2 separate regions of the Mus musculus genome follow, and region 2 is linked to region 1. A link is a contact called in public Hi-C data. All regions are on one chromosome and are shown on one strand. Each heading gives the region's core, a stretch centred on a gene start, on an enhancer-like site or on the middle of the called end of the contact. The rest is flanking DNA. Distances are from core to core; before and after follow the strand shown. Region 1 overlaps Ccdc171 (coiled-coil domain containing 171). Region 2 has its middle 20 kb from the start of Gm12415.

The links. Hi-C and Micro-C count contacts between places; a contact is called where the count stands out from the background.
Region 2: a Hi-C map of the N1E-115 cell line shows a contact between it and region 1, with 5 times the contacts expected there. The contact joins two enhancer-like sites. A contact is called at or near these places in 1 of 484 Hi-C or Micro-C datasets (the N1E-115 cell line) and 2 of 9 other capture datasets (embryonic stem cells and embryonic tail).

What each region holds. Positions count from the first base shown.
Region 1 is chr4:83,795,481-83,803,431 of GRCm38.p6, forward strand. The region is part of intron 24 of Ccdc171 (coiled-coil domain containing 171); the gene reads left to right. Among named protein-coding and RNA genes, the nearest start is that of Gm42309, 43 kb to the right of the region's middle. Within about 2 kb of position 2,686, at least 12 of the 459 cell types and tissues checked have an H3K27ac peak or open chromatin away from gene starts, as enhancers often do. A contact at or near this core is called in the N1E-115 cell line, where this site is marked.
Region 2 is chr4:84,757,805-84,765,755 of GRCm38.p6, forward strand. No RefSeq gene overlaps it. Among named protein-coding and RNA genes, the nearest start is that of Gm12415, 20 kb to the left of the region's middle. Within about 2 kb of position 3,772, at least 3 of the 459 cell types and tissues checked have an H3K27ac peak or open chromatin away from gene starts, as enhancers often do. A contact at or near this core is called in the N1E-115 cell line, where this site is marked.

The DNA of each region.
Region 1 (7,951 bases), core at 1,436-3,935:
CTTCAAAGCCAGGACTAGCCAATTAAAATAATGCAGAAAAGCATTTTACAAAGAAAAGTATGTGTTTATGTCAAAGTCCAATATTAAAAGACCCACTTTCCTCTCAGTGGAAGCTGGTAAGACATTAGGCTGTTATCTTTTCAAGCCAAATCTATCTGTTGTGTTTGTTGTTTTAAAATAAGTCCCTTTACATATAGAGTTTTAAAGGAGATATCTGAAAAATTTTCACGTTAATTCCAAAAAAATCCACATTTTAATTTTAGAAAAACCTAAAGTCCAACTGTATTTTGTATTAAAGAGTCCTTTTACCTTTTAATACTTAAGTTTCATAGAGCATTGTACTACAGTGTGTAAACAGGGCCATTTCATTTTAAAGCTCAAAACATCAACTTATGAAACCTTGAATAACTTTAAGAGTAATTCAGGAAGTTATTTTCAGAAGGATTCATTTTCAAATGTTGTAGCTATCCTGTTCTAGCACGACTGCATTCTGTGATCATATTTTCTTAAAGTTCATATTACATTGTAAATTGGAAAATACAAAATTCAGCAAATACTTTATCTTTCTCTTAGTGCCCAAAGCCTCCATTTAAAAAAATCATCAGCACTATGGAATTACAGAAAGCCTGATTTCATAAAAGACTGTCCTCATTTAACAGTTCTCTCGATCGCCCAATATATTCAAAAGGAAATGTTTTTTTAAAAACTCGCTTTTAATATTTAATAGCTTAAAATAATCTTTTTCTTTCTTTAGTTTATGACCATGTGGAATCTTAATTTTGTATAAAATAAGTGTTAGTTCATGATCTGTATTAACTTTTCAATATTCTACACCCTAATTTATCCTGTTATTAGAGCCTCTGTTATGCTCTGCAAAAAATGTTTATAACTTTTTAAAAAAAATCTAGAATATATTTATATAACTAGGCATCAAACATTTTTATTTTCTTTTATAGGCTTTACCGTTATTTACACGATTAAATGTGTTTTAAATTTGATTATCAGTATTCATCAATTTATTACAGATATGAATACAATATGATTTGAGATTTTTCGAATAAGTGTAAAAGAATCCTTTATTTGGTGTCCTAGATTTGTTCTTCCAAGGGTTGCCTCTTATCAAAATTCACGAATAAAGATTTTCCCCAAACTAGATTTTGTTGGTTTAGAAGGAAACTTAGAATACTAATAATAGTAATAGTAATACTTTGGGGGATGAAAACATGAATTCTCTGTGGTTGTGAGCTAAGGACTAGCAAGAGAGACATGCCAGGGACTTTTGTTCAACTCTGCCAATGGTTGTATGTGTTGTCATATTCCTAAATGCTCAGGTGAGTTTTCTGAGGAGATCCATAGGGTGCATTGTAGCTTAGTAATAAACAGGTAGTTAGGAAAGTAGGAAACAATAAAATTGGTGCTGCTGCTGTGGCTGCTGCTGCCGCTGCTGCTGCAGCTGCTGCCGCCACTGCCCCAGCCGCTGCCGCTGATGGCAGCTTCCATTTCAGCGAACTTTCCATGTGCCAGCCCCTGTCAACTCACAGAGCTCTCTAATGGGACTGTCAAACAAGTGGCAGTATCTCCATTTTAAAATTGGAAAACAACACCCACAGCAGGTAATTCTCCTCAGATCAGAATCTAGTAGGTGGTAGAACAAATTTAAGTCTCAAAGTAGCTGACTGCAAAGCCGAAGTGGTCAGTCTGACACTGAGGAGTTAAACAGCCTATGTGACACTGAGAGGAGTAAAACCTTGGAAACTTATGTTTTCATACCACTTAGAAGATACTCATTAGACATCTGCGTGGGCCATAGTGTATGCTATATCATAGACAAATTCACAGATACGTTTTCCTGTTCAATCACCAAATAATATGAAAAATGTGCTTTCAACTTTGTACAGGATAATGTGTGTGCTCACTATAGCTCCATATTTTTAGGAATTTTATATTTAAAAAACTTATAATTGGCACATAGTGATTATGTATACTTCTGTAGTATAATATTTTCATGCATATATGCAATAAGTAGCAGTAAGTAATGATCGAATAAGGACAATGAGGAACATGCCATCACCTCAGACACTACTGCTTGTGTCGGGAACGTCAGAATCCTTTCTTCTAGTGATTTGGACATACATAGTGAAGGACTAGAAACTCCATCCACTGCCCCGTGCTACAGAACTTTGGCACCCACTCCTCTTAACTTCCCAGGTCTGGCAAAAATCACTATTCCCTCCCTACCGAAAGCATCTCATTTAACTGCCACACAGGAGTGAAAACATGTGGCTTTGGCTGGCTGTGCCTGACTTCCCTCACTGAACATAATGCCCTCCAGGTTCATCTGTGTTGCCAGGACATTAACCCTTTCTATTTATGAGTATTATTATTGACAGGATATTGCATTTTATTGGCTAACAATACTCTACCATGTATATAAACTATGCGGTTGATCCATTTATTTGTTGTGGAACCCTAGGTTGATTCTGTATCTTCACTTTTGTGAATAGTACTAGAAAAAAAAAAAAAAAAACTAGAGCGCAGGTATATTTTTGATGTACCAGTAGAAATGCTAGCTTTGTGCCCCGGTTTCTGTTTTACAAAGTGGAATGTAGCGGTTTTCCAGGCCTGTAACAGGAACGAAGGAGGCAGCGAACAGAGAGTGTGTGGCGGAAGCAGGCAGGGCCGGTGACGTCATCCCATCCCGCTGAAGCCCCGCGAGGGTGGGGGAGCAACAGGCGCTCCTTTCACTGCTATAAGGTGTTTATATGTTTCATTTCGAGGAATGGTTCCTTAGGATCCTTTCTTCATAGTTTCTTCTAGCGCTTTAAGTCCTTTACCAAGTACAGTCTGCCTTAACTTCCTGTTCACTTTTTATGTCAGGTGAGTTTTCCAGGGGGGTCATGGCCTCAGTGGAGCCTATGGCACGTTTAAGACCATGTTTTCATATTCCAATTAATAGCCTTTCAAGCTTTTACTGTAATGCTGAGAAAAATCAAACCCTACAGACCGAAGCTTTAACAGAAATGGCCAGCATGAATGCAGAGGACCCAGTGATGAAAACTTTCTGCTCAACTCTCTGAAGGCAATACCTGACCTTTATCGTCTTACACTCCCGAGGATGTCTTTAAGTAACTTTGATCTGTAATGCTGGCAATATCTAGCGAATATTGACAAGTGACCAATAAACATTTCACTCCGTTACCATTCAGTGATAAGAAGCAGACAGACACCAAACGCCAACTGTAGCTGACGTGTGATGAAGTGTTTGCTGTGTGCGGCACAGCCTCGCTGAATCTCTGCAGGGTCTGTGAGTGGCCAGCTCTCTGCTTCCGTCTTAGCGTGCTGCCCGCCAGCAATGGGTGCTGTTTTATGAGGGGCTAAAGTCCATCGAGAGGAAGGAAGATGTTAATAGACCAGACGTCTAATGAGCAGCATCACCAGGCCGCTCTGCTCTTAGTCATGCATGCTGTATACTTTCTGCAAAGCATTGTTCACGGGCTTGTGTGGGTTTGTACTTTAAGATGACAAAAAGAAAGAATTGAAGTAGGGTCTTCCTATAAAATGCAATTTCATTTGTGTAGAAAACACAGAGGAATAGAAATCCAGAAGAGGGCTAACTAAGTATGTTTCATGACTTTTCTATTTTGGTCCCTTCATCTCTAGAAAGAAGACGTTCCCAACTCGGTGTTAGTACGATGGCCGAGTAGGCTCACACTCCTGGGTGGTAACAGATAGTGTAACCGCGGAGAATTTGGCAGATGTCCACAAACAGGAACGCCCCAAGTGCTCAGGAACTTAGCCTTGCTGATGGCTGCCACCTGAGAGCTCAGAGCTCAGAGTCCAGGAAGCTCACAATACACTTGGGTGAAGGAATTCCAGACGCTTGCCAGGGTCACCAGGACTCGGCTTCTGTCACAGTTGTGCATGCTCCTAAATGACTTGGTTCTCATGTCTTATGTCTAGGCTCATACTGTATAAAAACTGCGAATCTTTCCATCTGTCTAATGAAACTGTTTTAAGACTTAGTGTATAATAACTACCTCTGGAAATGTAGTACATTTCATAAATATGTGTTTATGAGTACTTCATTAGAGAGTCTCCATGTGAAACCTTTTATTTATAAAGATTTTCCCTGTGAATGCAGTAATGCTCTAATTGCTCCTAAACCAGAAGGTCATAGCAAGCCTTTCTCACAGGGCTTTTGCTCATGACTTTCAGGATACCATTATTTTTACATTCCTTTGAGATACTTTTAAAATTGATATTGATAAAGAACATTCTGAAGGAAACCTTTTAAATTTTTTTATTTGAAGAAAGGGGAAAGAAATGGTACCCAGACCTAACCTGCCCGAGAATAGACGAGCTGTGGTTATCTGTGGCCGACTTCCCACGGGCTCTCTTGATGATGTTAGTGCCTCAGCCTACTAATTGCTCTGCAAGAAACTTCTGCGTTTTTGGCATTCTTAGAAATTAAGAGATGTTAGACAATTTCATTTATAAGACTGAGCCATCTTGATACTTTTCTCTTCGTGTCATCCCATCTGCATACATGAATTTTCAGAGAGCTATTACCTTCTTAAACATGAAAACGAGCCATGTCGAGTGAAAATCGTGTTAAATATAACAAGCACTACTTTTTAAAATAAAATATTTCAGATTAAACATTTTATTGTCCCAGTACATTAGTTTTATAACGTACATTGTAATCTTATAACAGTATTATTATACCTGCATATATAGTGACATTTGTCCCAAATAATACAATTTGTTAGAAAATTTGCTAACATCAAATACTGGGTTTTTAAAACAATTAGGAAAGCTGTACATGATCCTGACAAAAATTACACCCTAATGAATCTAAAAGAAAATTAAGATCATCTGAAATTTGGCATCCAGACAGCCAGAGTTAACCTTTAAACCTTCCTTGTTATGTAAGCCATAAATACAAACTCATAACCAAATATCACTTGTATATATTGCACTTCCATATGTAAATGATAACAAGGGCGTACCTACTATTTTGTAAGCACTATTTTTAACCCAGCAACACTTAGTTCCTTTTTTGTTTCTAAGTACCAGCTTTACAAGGTTGTAGGCTACCCTTTCCCTTTAGGTTTTCTCTTTTATCGCAAATGATTTGTTATGATAAGGCACCTTTCTTTAACTTCACTGATAAAATGCAGTCTTGCAGACCACTAACCAGAAACTGTCTGTTAAACACTGCTCAGTTTATGCTTTAAGAAATACTTAATGCATGTGATACTTGGCTCCTCACTGTGTGGGTTGTTGTTCAGATCGGAGGTTTAATCCCCCACACTCCCACTGGGACATTTCATCTGTCCTTATCTTTTGAAAGAAAAAAAAATGACACAGGAGAGCGAAGAATGGGTTCACTGTAGCTTCTGCTGCAGTTCTGCAGACCCCCATAGCTCTGTGCTTGCTGCGCGCGCACTTCCTGAATTGTGTCATCCGTGGGAGCGAAAGATATCAGTGCCCCGAACTAGCACTACGTGATGCTAGGAGTGCTTTAAAATGGGTATGATTTACAAAGTAATCTTCCTAATTGTGTCATTTCTTTTCTTAAAGAAAAAATAATTAGGAAGAAGTTAAAATCTAAGCAGAGTGGGTATATGAAAGGGAATTTGAGGAGGCTGTGTGCCCCGCTGTGGAGCTGATTGAAGCCTTCTTGCTGAACATAGGTTGCTTGTAACAGAAAGTTTTACTCGTTTGTTCAACCACTGTCCTTCTCGTGGGACACAGCTTTATGCTTTGGAAAGAGTCAATGTGGTTACTGTTCTTGGGGTGTCAACAGTGCGACTGGGCTTCTGTCCCGCAATCACCATTTCCCAGAGTTCTTAGCGCTTCCTGCTTAATATCAATTTCTTCTTCTGTACCATGGATTCCTGAGCTGGTCCATCTTAGGGTGACTTTGACGTGCATTTGGCATGTCTGAAACAGTTTTCTTTACTATTTGGTTTATGTTCCTGGGTGAAGTATAAGATGACTCAGTGTCCACGAAGAAACCAGACTCTGGGGATTGGCAGCCTCGAGGCTGCAGTCTGCTGTTTATCCCGGAATATGCTACAACATCATGTTGATTAGGATGGTAGTTAGTTTCATAACAGCATGGCATTTGGAAAGGACAGAACAATCCCATTTTCTAGGGAGCAGGGCATCAAGGTATTAGAGAGATCATGTGGAGAGACGGAATCCCTGGATTGGGGTCCTGACTCTGTAACGTAAGCACCTTGGCCAGTCCGTGTGCATCATGAGCTTCCACTCCCCCTCTGGGAAGGCGATGAAGCCTGTCTTGCTTTGGCTCTCAGGGCTGTGGGAAGATGGATGATGGGATAACGTGCCCATGAAGGTGCTTTCCACATCAGGAAGTGCCGTGTGCACAGAACCTAAGGTGGATCGAGCAGGTAAAGGTCTGGGTCAGGAGTAGTGACCTGAGTACATGGAGGAATATTCTAGTGATTTACTTTCGATACTTTTCGATGGAGAACATGTTCACATGTGCCTTCAAAGGGATAAAATATTCAGCAGTTGCAGTGTTTCACTCTAGCGGAGTCTAAAGTCACCGCCAAGATGTAGCTGGGTCAGCTCAGCACACACTTCTGTCTTTATTGTGAGAGTTTCCGCCATTATCACTCTTTCCATGTATTCTTTCAACCCTCCTTTGTTACTGCTGTGTGCGCGACTTACAGTTTTTTGTTTGGATTCTGAATTCCAGTTCTGTGGAACAGTGGTGATATTTTTCTATGTGTGAAATATTTGTTATGCACTTAGCCAGAAAGAAAAAGGACAAAATAAAAAGCACAGATTTTTTTTCTTTTTCTTTTTTCTTTTTTTTTTTTTTTTTACGCTGCACTTATGAATTGCAGGAGGTCCTGACAGAGAAACTAAGGAAGGGTGCCAACCTGGGCATTAATGTAAAAAGCCCAAAACTAAACCCTAAACTCGAGCCTTTCTCTTTCTTCCCCTCATTTCTGAAGCCAATTTTAAGTCTAAGTGTAACCTTACCAGCTAACACCTTTTGTGGCCTATTATTAAGAGACTGAAGGCCGTGAGCACTTGAACTCTCAAGTGCTACAACCAGAATTGCTCTTCATTTTATCTTCCCGTTTGATGGACTGCTTAGGTGCAGACCTGGAACAGGAAGGGTTAGCTGCAAATTGAGTGAGTTTATTATGGCTTAGTGATTTGCTGATTGATTTCATTTGCTGTCAGTTAAGGCTCTCTTAATGTCAGTTTTCTTTGCATAATGCCTTGAAATAAAGACTGATGAAGTTCTTCAGATTGATGGCGCTTATATAAACTGACCCTGATTTGCCCTATTCTCCATGACAATTTAAGTGACAGCAGTTAGAGGAAATACAGCAATGAATATGCAACTTAAGGGTGGAGGGAGGTGCAGTAAATCACTCGGTCTAAGGCTCCACACAGAAGCCATCTTTTCAGTAATTTCACAGATGCCTTAAGTTTTCGGAAGCAGGGTATAGCTCTTAAATATATTTGAACATGATCTATATTTGAATTGAAGAGAGAAACTAAACATGATCCCGAATTTCCCCACAGTGGTAAATGTTTCTCTCTTCACTTATTAAACACGGAGTTGCCAGAATCTCAGCTTAAATAGTTATTATGAATACATACATGCAAAAGAATAAAATTGGAGCTGAGAGCTCAGTTGGTAAAGTGCTTGCCAGAGGACCTGAATTTGCTCCACATCAAAGAGCTGGGCTTGAAGCTACATACTTGTCATCCCAGCCCTGGGAAGGCAGAAGCAAGTGGATCCCTGCCACCTGCAGGTGCTTATGCACTCACAAATGCATGCACAACAATAAAGAATAAAATGCACTTTTGTCTTATGCCATAGGAAAAAAAAATCAGCCCCACACGGTCATCTACATTAAACTTCAAAACCCTAGAGGAGAAGTTTCAGGAAAAAGTA
Region 2 (7,951 bases), core at 2,522-5,021, 960 kb after region 1:
TAGATTAGAGCTGTTTAGAACAATAATGTTCACAGACTGTAACATCAACTACTTATTCCAGAGCAGAGAGTTAAACCCCATGAAGACAGTGGAACATCAGAACAGCAATAACGAGTGAGGAAGACAGGATTGTAGCTTGAATGTATCTGGAGGATGCTCACCCCATATGTAAGGCCCTTGTTCAGGAGTATTTCATTCAGCTCCTCTTATCTGGCCGTACTACTTTTCTAGAAAATAATTTTTAAAAAATCTCAATGGCTGGTTCTGCAAGATGGGAGTGGATGTGGTTTAATATGTTTTCATTCACTGGTTTTTTGAATTTCTTGTTCCCACTGTGCCTTACCCCAGATTTGGCTTATTTATCCTCAGGGCATGACTAAATTGGAGCACTCTTCTTTGGGTGTGGTTTTTCTTTCTCTGGATGAACTTCAAAAGGAGCAGCCCTTGTGAGCCTGGGGTTGAGTCCTCCTGTAACCATGACACATTGGAACAAAGACACTTACCACTTCAAGCAGCCACAGCTTTTAGAAGAGTAAGGATTAGCAGTTAATGTCATTGAAGGAGTGGCTAGCAAGAAGATTGATGATTGCTGATGCAGTCTGAGAATCTTGGCTCGGTATTTAAGAGTAATTTTACACAGAAGATGGCATGAAGAGTAGATGCTCGGAGAGTTTTCTGATGCTTCTCTAAATAAAATTAGGAGGGACGTTATTGCTCCTTGAGCAACTAGTGAATGCCAGGCATCATATAGTCCCCCATCTCATGAAATCCTCCAGATTTCTGCAGAACTGGTACCACTCTGCTAGTTTTATAGGGAACCAAAGTACAAGAAACTTAGGGTAGTTAATGTCACTAGAGGTAGAGGAATAACTTTACCCAAAGCTCTCCGCTCCAACACTCTCCTGATTCACTATAATGTTACTTCCTCTTTTATATGTCTACCGGGGGCCTTGTGAGTGTATATGTATTTTTTAAGTTCCCATGGTGACTATGATGTTGAGTGGAATTTGAGGACAGGTTTCTATTGCTGAGGACAAGCATCCAGCTAAGGTGTGAGGGATTTAATGCATTAATCCTGCCAGGACTATAGTACAATGTTTATATTTCAAAAGGCAAACACTTAGAATTGCCCATGTTTAACATCATGGAATTTATAACCCATAGTGAGCTTCACTCACTGTAGAGGTAGTCCAGGGGGATACCCAGAGCCTCACATGCTGCCCTCAAATCACCACAGAGGCAGATTACTTTCACGTATGCCCTCCCCTTCTCTGCTCTACTGGTCCATTCTTTAACTCGGGATGCTCCCACTGAGACTATGGCATCCCAAGCTCTAACGATTCCTTAGCCAACAGTCAACTTCAAAAGCAATTTTACATGTATTGGAATTTAATAAGAAGAAGTAAAGGAACCTGGTTAATGTTAGTAAAGAATGCTTCCAAACAAACGTTTGGCTTCCTTAAAGTTACCTCTCATGTTTAACTTATGAGGGCTTTAGAATCATGGGGGATTTTGGGTTTTATTTTCAAACAAAAGCTATTCTTTTAGGGAGCTCCTTACGTTTTCAGGTGACAGCCCCTCTGCTTTTCTCTCTGTGCACAGACTGCCAGCATCTTCAGACAGGATGCTATGTCTCACTGGTGACAGTCCAATCTTGTCAGTCAGAAGTCTCTACTTCTTTTTCAGGACATGGAATTGACCTTTAACTCTTGTTTTGATTTGGACTATTTCTTCCCTCCTGTTTTATTTTCCTCTTCAGGGGCATGTTTCATGGCTCGGATGCCCCTGCTCCCCTGGCACGCACCCCTGCTGCTCCCCTGACACGCCTACTGGTGCCTCCTTACGTTTCTACTAGTCCCTAAACCAGTGCTATCCTCTTCTTTGCCAATCTGTTGAGATGTCAGATATGTCTCCTCTACTCGTTGGTCTTTTCGGTACTTTTAAACCTTTTATCTGGCTTTTTAAAAATAGCAGTCTCTTTTCATACAGATGGCAGAGGACACTAATCCCAGTAATTCCTCATTTCCTATTAACTGACTTCTATGGGGCCACTTGTACTGGTCTCTTGATGTTTTTTCATTCTGCCAGATCCCTTCAGTGACTTGTGGTCCTTTCTATGCGAATAAAAGATGCAGCTGACTGGTATCTGCAACGTCCTTCTCTCTATGGTCTGGCTCTCAGGTAACTCTCTCCAGCACCAGGCCCTTGAGTCAGTCTAACTAATTGATATGTTTGAAAGATATCTGGGCTTTCTGAGTCTTCTCTCAGCCTCTGTGCGGAGGGATCACTGGTCTTAAGTCTTCCCACTACCTTTCTCTGTGGAGTCTATCTTGCTTCTCTAGTCTATTTGGTCAGACTTTCCCACACCGTTCCAGTTCATACATTTTCCCGGTCTCAGCTTTGTGCCTCCGTGGCATTATTTCTACTTGATCTCCTTCATGGACTGGCTTTGAGATTTGGGATGAGAAATGCTTTTTAGCTGACAACCTTCCTGTAGTCTGCTTCTTTCTTTTCTTTCCTTACCCCTTATGTGTCCTCTGGGCTTTGTCAGAAGCCTCTATCAGGGGTAGGAAAAGGGTTCATTATGACCCAGGACACTCCTCCCTTTGAATGTCATTTCCTTCTCTGCCACAGTGAGTGGATGAATCCAGAAAGAATCCTGGAAATGTGCTTGTGAACTTTGCAGTGCTCTGTACGAGGGGAGCCAACTGCGATTAAGTAGTTAAAGGATTAGCAGTTTTTGCAAAGCCTTTTCCTGGAGATCTGAGGAAGAGAAAGAATATAATACCTATAACCAAAGCCTACCACCTTCAACTTTAAAAATATAGATCAGCATCAGTTCCCTAATTCAGTTTGTGCTTCCATCAAACAGATGAAATACGCTTGATAAACTGGATTCACTGCAGAAATTGCAGACTCTATCTAGGCAAGACCTCATTAGTGCTACGTCGGAAGCCGGCAAATCTAGAACTCTCAGAAGACCGTGATCATGTCTGTGAAAACCATGTGCAGAGGAGGGCCTGACATTAATATCTGAGGTTAGGCCTGTTTCGCTTTCTATATAATAACAGCTGACATTGATTGAGTGCAAGCTATGAGCCAGGTACCTGTTTCAAGCACTTTACAGTTAATCACGTTACAGTTACTGCTTTTGAAATCCTCACACTAATTCCTACAGGTCCACTATTGTATTTATTGTCTGATAAGGAAATCGTGGCATAGACACACTTGCCAAAAGATGTTTGAACATCTAAGAAGTAGGGGTGGCAGGCAGACTGGAACCCGGGAGAGCAGATGGGACCCTCCTCTGATTATTGCGCTTACAGTTTCTCGTTTTGCACAGATATATGTCTACTAGAAAATCTTCCTATCTCAGAGTAAAATGTGAGCACACTTACTAAGGGACAGCCACAGAGCTGTAACACACGTAAGGAGACATTGCTGGTAGGGTTTAAAAGGTACTCATGTACCCATGACCCTTATTATCCTTCCAATAGCTACATTCCATCTCTAAATTGAATACAAAGCCCACACAAAATCATTTCTTTGTTTATAGAAAATAGCCCCATTTTTTTTTCTCAACACAATAGTTAACGTTTGTTACGCTCTGACGTGATCCGTGATCTACCGGGCACTCTGCAGACATTATTTCAGGAAAGGCAGCAGTCATGACCTGAGCACTTCTGTCATTGTCCTCTTAGTGATGAGGACATCTGTTTAACATGCTCCAGCTCCTGAGACAGTTAATAGTCCTGTCAGCATTTGCAGCTCAGTCTATCTCCAGACTCCTGTGTTAGACAGGTTTTTAGATGGCTTCTGACCTTTGCTCCCTAGTGTTGCTCCCAGGATTGTGATATATCACATAGTGTGCTGCTTAGTTTTTTGTCAACTTGACACAGGCTAGAGTTATCTGGGAAGAGAGAACCTTAATTGAGGGATTGCCTCCATCAGACTGCCGGTAGGCAAGCCTGTGGGGGCATTTTCTTGATTAATGATTGATGTGGGAGGACCCAGCCCACTATGGGCAGTGCCACCCTTGTGCAGATGGTCCTGGGAGATATAAGAAAGATAGCTGAAAGCAGGCCAGTAAGCAGTTCTCTTCCATGGCCCCTGCGTCTGTTTCTGCTTGAGTTCATTCCCTGACTTCTTTGAATGATGGATTATGACATGGAAGTATAACGTAAATAAACCCATTCCTCCCAACTTGTTTCTGGTTGTGGTGCTTATCACAGTAACAGAGAAGCAAACTGGAAAACATGGAACAGAAATTTCATTAAAAATTTTTTTACACAGTATATTATGATCATGTTCCCCTCTCCCAACTCATCCCGGATCCTCTCCCCCCACCAACTTCTTTATGTTCTCTCTTCTTCAAAAAGAAACAAACAAAAAATTGAAATCAAAATAAAAAAAAACACAAAACATACAAAAATGAAACAAACAAAACGTGGAGTCCATTTTGTGGTAATGGGAACTTTGCAAATGTAAAGGGAGATTTTCCAAGTAGGACAGACGTAATTACACAAGCCCTTCAAACAGTGTTTCCTCTGGTTGTTTGCAAAAGCAATCTCGAAAATGCAGAGTGGGAGAAAAGACTTTATACCACGACTGCCTTAAAGCTGGAGAGAGACTTGTGTGAGGGCAAAGTGAGGACATAGAGGAGGGGATGTGGGCATCCGGCTGGCAGACAACAAGAAGACAGAAATCTCAGACCTATAGCTGTCACCATGGCTCTGGTCTTGTGAGTCCCTGGGGAGAGGCACCCCAGATGAGCCATGCTGAACTTTTGGTCTACAGAGATGTGAGCTGAAAATGGAAGTTGTCTGTAGACATGCAGTCTCAGGGAAAGTCACATGTGAGCCAGTGTCATGCCAGGAAGCTGACATGAAGCCTGAGGCTCTAGAGACCCCATGCCTAGAACCTCCTTCCTTCTCCATGGGACACCTCATGGTTCTCCTTGACTCTGTTCTGATTGCTTTGCTCTCTCTCTCTCTCTCTCTCTCTCTCTCTCTCTCTCTCTCTCTCTCTCTCTCTCTCCCTGTCTCTGTGGTTAGAAATACTCCATTTTTCTTAGCTCAGGATGGGTGAGAATGCTGCACCCCTGCCTAGAGTTTTTCTCCACCCTTTAGAGTGGGCTTCAAAAACTGTTCCTTGTGGAGGTCTTCTGGGATTAGGTGTAGGCTCTCACAAGAGTCTTCATTGTCATATTTAGCTCTTTCGCTATATATAAATAAATTCGTGTGATTTCCCTTTAAGTATATCTATCGGGTCCCCTGAATGGTCAGTTATTTATCCTGTTCACAAGCATTCAAACAACTCTCTCAATATTTACTTTTCTATCTAATCAGTGATTTTTCTCTTTATCACATGCCTTCTCTACCTAGCCTCTGAGTTTGTTGGGGACAGAGAACAAATTTGTTTGTCTCTCTTGCTCCCTGAGTGTGTAGCTCAAGGCCAAAGACAGTGACACTCAGTAACATTTTAATTATGAAAGGAGGGAAGAGAGAGTCATTTCCACTTGGCTTACTTCCACTTACCCTCCCAGTCCCTACCTCATATGGTGTCATCTGTGGATTTATTTGTATTTTTGCTCTATATACCTTTCTCCTAGAGGACCCAAGTTCAGTTCCTAGAGCCCACATCAAGCAGCTCATTATCACCTGTAACTCCATGTCCAAGGGGTCTGACACCCTCTTCTGGTCTCCATCCTCACCAGGCACATAGGTGCACTCATCTATACTAAGGAAACAGGAATAAATCCCATTTAAAACTTAAGGGAACTAGCTGGGCCACCTCACGAGGTGCTCAGATCATCATTCCTCTGTGTGTAGGCTGCCCATCAACTTCTAGACTCATGGATTCTCTTGCCTCTGCCTCCTAATTACCTGGGAAGCTGGAACTACAGGCTTGAGTCCCTGTGTCAGTCATGGGTTTCATTTGTGCTCATTCACCTGTCTAGGAAACCAAAGGGGTGACTGACTATGAAACTGTCTGGGGAAAAGGATCTAAGTTGGTGGAGGTTACAAGATGGTGGAAGAAATAAAGATGGTTGCTGCCAACCCTGACAACCTGCGTTTGATCCATGAGACCTACATGGTAGAAAAAAAAAGAACCTATTCCCAAAAGATGTCCTCTGGCATTGACTCTGGAGCAGTGGCAGAAATGTGTGCAACCCCCCTTGCCCCACCCCCCCACAAACAGCACACAGCACACACACATATAAAATTCTATAAACTATTGCATTATTAGTATACATTAACATATTTGTATATATTAATTAAGGAAAAGTCTCTCTATGTGTACTCTGTGTGTGTACATATGTGTTGTGTGTATATTGAACATGTGGGTACATGATGTGCTCCTGTGTGTGGATGTAGTTCCTCAGGTGCTGTCTACCTTGTTTTTGGAGACAGGGTCTCTCACCCATCTTGGAATGTGCTATCTGTGCTAAGCTGTGGTCAGTAAGCCCCAGGGGCCTGCTTGCCTTTGGCCATTCCAGTGCCGAAGGTTCTAGCACACACCATATACAAGAATTTTTTACATGGCTTCTGGGGATTGAACTTGAGTCCTCATGCCTATGCAACAAGCTCTTTACAGACTGTTTCCTCAGCTCCCATAGAGTCTGAAAGACGAGAATACAAGCAGTAGACTAGGAACCAAGTTTACTGTTCTGATGTGAATGTAGACTGTCCTCCAAAGGGCCATATATCTGAAGCTTGATTCCCAGTGTGCAATGGGGTAAAGCATCTAAGAGATGGAACCCAATGGAAGGTGTTTAGGTTACTGAGGGCAGCATGGGTTACAGTTGACTTCCCAGAGTGACTTCTCAAAGTTGTTTTGAAAGAGCAAAACTTTGTCCCATAATCTCTTCCCCTTACACATACAATTTGTTCTGAAGTGACAGAGCAGAGAAAAGACCTTCAACAGAGGTCAAGCCAATAAGCCACTTGAAACTGAGGCTTCAGTCTCTGAAACTAAATTAAAGGATTGAAATAAGCTTCCATTGATTTATTTGCTTGATATTCATTTAATTGTCTTTTAATCCAAGGTCTAATTATTAGCCCAGGCTTGCCTTGAAAATCCACCTGCCTCTTCTTCTTTAGTGCTAGAATTATAGAAATGGCCCACCAAATTCTGCTACCTTCTTTCTTTATTAATACCTAGGTTTAGGTATTTTGTCATTGCAATGGAAAACTGACTAAAAAAGAAACCAAAGTTCTGCTGAGCTGGAACCACTATTAACTTCTCCTTATTTGTTTGTCCAATTAGAGATTGAAAGTAGACACATATAAGGATATTATTTAATTTCCCTAAATTATGCATCTATGACTGGTGATTTCTGCAATATTATTTTGGGGTTATTTATAGAAGTGATTTATAAGTGATTCTTAAAGTCTGTAAGATTCATACATTTTATAAATATACTTTGCTTAGTTAGTCATAGGGTAGGAAGATGTAATGGTAGCATTTAGGTGAACTTTTATTAAACAGCGCTGCTTTTCCTCAGTCTGTACCAGCAAATTGTCATCAGGACTCATTAAAACAGTATCCCATTATCAATTAATAGTAATAGTAAAATACTGATTAATATTAAATGAGCTAAAATAAATAATAAGTTGAAAAGAAAATATACTAATTTCTTTATATTGTTATTGAAGGGTATGAGTATTATGCCTACATGTATATATCTGTGTGCCACATGTATGCCTGGTACCTGCAGAAGGCAGAGGGCATCAGATGCCCTGGAACTAGGGTTATAGACAGCTCGGCGTGTGGTGCTGGGAACTGAACCCACTTCATTGGAGGACCAGTCAGTATTCTTAACTGTTCAACTGTCTCTTCAGCCTCCTCTTAAAAATTTGTTAATCTGTTTTATTTATGTTTGCTTGTATTTGCTTGTGTGAGTTTATGTACAGGACCTGCGTGCAGGAGCCTGCAGAGGCTAGAAGAG